Linked DNA regions of Sus scrofa: region 1 is linked to region 2. A link is a contact called in public HiChIP or PLAC-seq data. All regions are on one chromosome and are shown on one strand. The core of a region is the stretch at or near the end of the contact, and the rest is flanking DNA. Distances in the headings are between cores, read along the strand shown. Region 1 overlaps SLC9A9 (sodium/hydrogen exchanger 9). Region 2 overlaps SLC9A9 (sodium/hydrogen exchanger 9).

Region 1 (2,976 bases), core at 403-2,902, 430 kb after region 2:
TAACATCAACTGTATGGGTGTGGGGGGGAAACCTATCATAAACAAATAACAAAAATATTTGCAACTCACATCACAGCAGACTAATCTTGATGTACAGAGAGCTCCTATGACTCAATAAAAGACAAAACAGATAAAAGTTATGAAGAAGATGAGTCACTGAAAGGAAATATAAATGGATCTCAAACAAATTTTTTTTTCTTTGTCTTTTTGTGTTTTTTTTTTTTTCTTAAGCCAATCCCGCGGCATATGGAGGTTCCCAGGCTAGGGGTCGAATCAGAGCTATAGCCACCAGCCTATGCCAGAGAGCCACAGCAATGCAAGATCCGAGCTGCGTCTGCGACCTACACCACAGCTCACGGCAACGCTGGATCGTTAACCCACTGAGCAAGGGCAGGGACCGAACCCGCAACCTCATGGTTCCTAGTCGGATTCATTAACCACTGCGCCACGACGGGAACTCCGGATCTTAAACAAATTTAAAGATGCTCAGCCCTATTCACAATGAGAAATGTTAATATTTTTACCTATCAAAATGGCAAAGATCAGATCAAAAGGTCTATAGAATGGAAAAGGCCTCACCCATTATGTTCCACCTGGAGCCCTGATTCCAAGCACACATTATGTAATATTCCAGCTTGAACCTCTATAACAAAATACAATACACTGGGTTGCTTAAGCAACAGACATTTATTTCTCATAGTTCTAGAGACTGGGGCATCCAAGATCAAGATGCTGGTAGATTCCACTCCTGGTGAGAGCCCTCTTCTTGGCTTGCAGATGGTTGCTTTCTCACTGTGTCCTCATATTGGCAGAGAGAGAACAAGCACTGGTCTCTCTTCTTCTTCTAAGGACGCTAATCCTATCACTGGATCCTATCTTTATGTCATCTTCTAAATTTAATTATCTCCTAAAAGATCCACCTCCAGATACCATCATTTGGTATGGTATCTGGAGGTAGGTCCTTCAGAATACCATGGACCCACATGATAAGGCTTCAACATATGAATTTTGGGAGGGAGACACAAATAGTCCATACATCACAACAATGCAAAGAGGCAAGGGAATCTCATACCAGGCCTGAATTATAATGGCTGAGAGTACCTGTGGGGAACAAGAAAGCAGTATTCTCTATATAGAACCAATGTCCACTGAGTTTCAACCATGTTAAGGAGGAGGTTTTTTGTTTGTTTGTTTTGTTTTGTTTTTGTCTTTTTGCCTTTTCTAGGGCCGCTTCCCTCAGCATATGGAGGTTCCCGGGTTAGGGGTCTAAACGGAGCTGTAGCTGCTGGGCCTACACCAGAGCCACAGCAACACGGGATCTGAGCCATGTCTGCAACCTACACCACAGCTCACAGCAATGCCAGATCCTTAACCCACTGAGCTAGGCCAGGGATCAAACCTGCAACCTCATGGTTCCTAGTCAGATTCGTTAACCACTGAGCCACGATGGGAACTCGAAGGAAGAGGTATTTTTTATGATATTTATTTTCTTCTTATGACATGGGTGGTACTCTGATTCAATCACATATGGTGCATGGTGTGTACCAGAGAAGGGAAGTGAAGCAGTGACTAGATTGCCTTTTCATATTACCACTATCCTTATTAGTTACATACATGTACACACTGACAGACACCCTGACCCTACGGAGAGTTAGGTACCATGGGGGAAAGGCTGACATCTCAAGCTTGAGAATAAAGAGACTGAATGGAAATTTATCCTCTACAATGAACTGTCCCATTTCAGGCTAACTTGTGATTGAAAACCCAGGAAACTCCTTAATTATAACAGGAATTTTATTGACATTGGGATGGACTTAGTTAATAAGACATTATGATTTCTTTTCTATTCTGATTGCCATTCCTTGTCATGTTTTTGGCTGCGAAAGTAGCAGAAACTACTCAGACTCTTTTCTGCTATTGTCATCACTTTTCTGCAACCAGTAGAAGACTTCAACTTCTCTCTTCACTTACCAGAGGGTGGAGAAATGACCACATCCCTTTCCTAAATTAGTAGACAGGAAGAAGCAACCTCCTTTCCAGACTTCCATCCAGTCTGGGCAGCAAAAATAGAAGAGGAAGTGCTCGAGGAGAGCCAGACGGGCTGCTGAGACATAGCTGAGCCTCCAGCATAAGTATATGGGTCCAAGGCTGCTTCAGAGGATCCCCAGAGAGAGAGAGAGAGAGAGAGAGAGAGAGAGAGAGAGAGAGAGAGAGAGAGAGGGAGAGAGAGAGAAAGAGAGTGTGTGTGTGTGTGTGAGAGTGTGTGTGTGTGAGTGTGTGTGTGTGTGTGTGTGTGTGTGTGTGTGTGTGTGTGTGTGTGTGTTGGGGAGGCAGCAGAATGCTTCACATGAATCCCAGAATGGCACACACAAGATTCAGGCTGCTGGCAGCCTTGGTGAGACTTTGCTGCCAAGACACGTAAGATATACAGGTGAAATGTATATCCTGAAGTCCGGCCTATGGTGTCTCTGTGAATGCTAATTGCCCAGATAACATCCAGGAGGCCCCTTACCCCTGATACCCTGGTGTTCCATAGTCTCCTTGGACATGATCCCTGAGAGAGATGCAGTCAGCCACCCAGACAGGATATTAAAGCCTCAAAACAGAAACCCATTTTAGTAATAGGAAAGAGAGTCAAGGAAAATTTATTTCTGGTATACTCAAACTTATGGATTAAAAGACAGTATAATCAAATATAGATATTTGAGAAGAAAGGTTCTAGGTGGAAGGGCTTCAAATTCCAAGTTGAGTCATGTGTAGTTTATTCTATAAGCCCAAGGACTCCATGGTTGTTTCTGAATTTTCTCTCCACCTTGTTGTTACCTGAAGTGGAAGCAGGTTCTGAAAGGAACTGTAGCTCTTAAACCCTACTAATTAAATACTTCAAAAGGCCTTTTCACTTCAAAAGAAGAGTTCTGACCACTATTGTGAAGTGCTAATTAGCAAGCTGACTGGTTGTTCCAAAGTCTAGTTTTC
Region 2 (2,881 bases), core at 155-2,654:
TCCATATTTTCTCATTTTCGAAGCCTGGCTAATCCTACAAAGTGACCACAGGACTGGGGTATGGTCAGCTGAGGCTTCAAAACACTCCAGCTGCACGTCTCCAAAATTGTTCTGATTTGCTAATGAATCTGGACTTTTATGCAAAAAATGTATACGTTGTGAGTCTTGAAAACCTGGCCCATTTAAACTATAGTTTTCTTTCTCTCTCAAGGGTACCAGTTGCTTTCTGTTCTAGTCAAACAAAGTTTAGGCTTAACACACCCCAGAGATTCAGCGAAATCAGCAAGAGGGCGGAAATGGTTTTTTAAAAAGCTGTGGTTTCACAGGCTTGGCAGGGTCAGTCTTTTTCTTGACGCTGCCCCACCACTGCACGCCCCAATGGAAATGTCCCACGACTTTCCAATGGTCCACTTGGTCCCAAGCCCACACTTCTTCTGGATGATTGCCTAACACTTCAGCGTATAAAACGGGCTCATACAGCTTTGTTTCCTTAGCACTTAGCACACTGCCCAGAACGTAGTAGGTGCTTAAGAGAGCCAGTCCAACAAATGAAGAGGCAGAAAGAAGTAACATCAGCAGCACAGAGGAGCCAACATTTTCCAGAAGGGAAACAATACTGAAGGGAAAAAGTAGATAAAAATAAAGTGTTGATGCCAATAAATATTGAAAGGATATCAAGTGAAAGGCTGAAAAAACCAATAAGGAGATGCAGAAAAAGCCAGAAGACCTGAGTGAGGTTTGTGTGGGTCAGGAAGGAGGAGAGGGCCCCTGAAACAGCCATAAAAAAAGGGGAACATGACCAGAGAGAAAGACTAAAGCAGTGACTGATGAGGGACTGAGGGAAGTTGAAAATGGAGGAAGGGAGTAAAGGCAGGAAGAAGGAGGTGGGGAGAGGGAGAGTTGTCATGGGGACAGACCCACCCAGGGGCCTGGACAATAGGTCCCCTGGCTGAGGACAGACAGGAGTGGTTCAGGTCTGAATGAGGCAGAATTGGAGGGAAAAGCCAAAACGATGCAAGTGAAGTGGGTCACTGTCAGGGTTCATCCTGTTTTCTGGAGTTGGATATTTTTAAATTACATAATCCTCTTTGTTCTCCGTTATCCTCTCAGTCCCTCCCACCTTACAAATCCACCTTAGTTAAGCCCCAGACAGCCACTACCAAGACCACGACTCCTGGCAGCACTCCCTGCCCTCCCTTTCCAGCCGCCACATCCTGCCCCTCCCCCTCCCAGCAGAGCCTCTACTCCAGCTCCAGGCATTTCCCCTCCTGACTCCCAGGCATTTCCGCCAGTGACACATGGACTCTTAAGCTGACTTCCTGTCCCCACAGACCCTTCTTCCTCCAGGGCCACTGCCAGCCTATCTGCAGCCTTTGTGCAAGTTGGAAAAGGGAGCCCATGGGGTCTTGGGCAGATGACTTAGAGCAAAGTGCAGGTAGACTAAAGCAAGACTTGTGTCTCAGAGCCAGAGATTCTACAGAGAAGCCCGTGTGTGGTGTGGGAGGGCTGTGTGTAGAGAGGTGTTTGGGAAAAGCTGCTCATCGAAAGTGATATTTGAATTGAGATTTCAATGATGAGCAAATGTTTTCCCTGTTCCAGGTGGTTTTGGGGTGGGTGGGGGAAGGTGGAATAAGGGGAGAGAATGGCTTTGGCACAGGAATCGTGTGTGCAAAGGAGCAGAGGTGGGAAACAGTATGACTGTCAGTGTTGCTGGAGCGTTTGTGTGAAAAGCGGTTAAGAGGCAGCCCAGTGGTGGCAATGAGGTTAGAGCAAGTAGGAAGGACCAGGTCATGAAGGAACATGAATGTCAGGCTCAGAACCAGATGTCACTTTACAGGAAAGAAAGAGTGTCTGGTTTTAATCTCAGGTGAGATGTGAGATTTGCATACCTTACTTTGAAAAGATATTGTCATTGGTTTTTTATTTGTTATTATTTTTTATTTTTATTTATTTTTTGCTTTTTAGGGCCGCACCCACAGCATATGGAGGTTCACAGGCTAGGGGTCTAATCGGAGCTATAGCTGCTGACCTATGCCACGGCCATTGCAACACCAGATCCGAACCACGTCTGTGACCTACACCACAGCTCACAACAATGCCAGATCCTTAACCCACTGAGGAAGGCCAGGGATCGAACCTGCAACCTTGTGGTACCTAGTCGGATTCATTTCCACTGCGCCACCACAGTAAATCCTGTTACTGGTTTTTTATATATGAGCAAACTCAGCCTCAAAGGGGTATTTATAAATGACCTGCTCCATGCCTCACAGTTAATGGCAGAACCAGTTTTCGACCCCATTTTTTGTTGTGCTAAACCTGGAAGTCCGAGTGACCTCTGAAATTTCCCTTACAGAACTTGCTATACCCATCTCACCTCCCTCAAAAGTCAAAAAAGACTAGATTCAGGCCAGTTCAGATAATGCCCCTTGGGCCCCTAAAGAGGTACTTTTAAAAATCTAGCTGCTTCATTTCTTAACAGAAAGACTATTCATACAGGGTTCGTCTTTAGAGAGCCAAACCAAAAATACTCCACTGGGCATTTATTGGCACTGATTTCCAGAAAATATTTATATCGTCAGCTGAAAGAGGGAAAGAGGGCAATTGGGAGAAAGGGGACTTAGAAGTCCCTTAGTTCTTTGTGGGAAGACAGCAACTATGGTCGATTCTTAGTGGCCACTGGAACGGTGGCCACTGGTTTTGGCTTGTGACTTCAACATAAATTCATAAATTCATGAAAACAAAAGGGAATGTCTTCAGTGTTTTTTTCCTTTTGTTGCCTCCTGTGCACAGGTGGATTTCTATCAAGCACAGGCCAGAGAGGAGAGAGATGAGAAAGAGCCTTGAAAATCCAATTTCTGAGTCACTGGTGGCTGAGCCATCC

The links. HiChIP or PLAC-seq counts read pairs in DNA pulled down with a chosen protein or histone mark.
Region 1: a contact with region 2 is called in an H3K27ac HiChIP or PLAC-seq map of alveolar macrophages. The contact joins two enhancer-like sites. A contact is called at or near these places in 2 of 47 Hi-C or Micro-C datasets (both in embryonic fibroblasts) and 1 of 2 datasets of contacts at active chromatin or transcription factors (alveolar macrophages).

Annotation. Positions count from the first base shown.
Region 1 is chr13:84,434,664-84,437,639 of Sscrofa11.1, forward strand. All of the region lies in intron 7 of SLC9A9 (sodium/hydrogen exchanger 9), which reads right to left. Among named protein-coding and RNA genes, the nearest start is that of C13H3orf58, 200 kb to the right of the region's middle. Within about 2 kb of position 1,653, at least 10 of the 83 cell types and tissues checked have an H3K27ac peak or open chromatin away from gene starts, as enhancers often do. A contact at or near this core is called in alveolar macrophages, where this site is marked.
Region 2 is chr13:84,002,362-84,005,242 of Sscrofa11.1, forward strand. All of the region lies in intron 17 of SLC9A9 (sodium/hydrogen exchanger 9), which reads right to left. Among named protein-coding and RNA genes, the nearest start is that of CHST2, 190 kb to the left of the region's middle. Within about 2 kb of position 1,405, at least 15 of the 83 cell types and tissues checked have an H3K27ac peak or open chromatin away from gene starts, as enhancers often do. A contact at or near this core is called in alveolar macrophages, where this site is marked.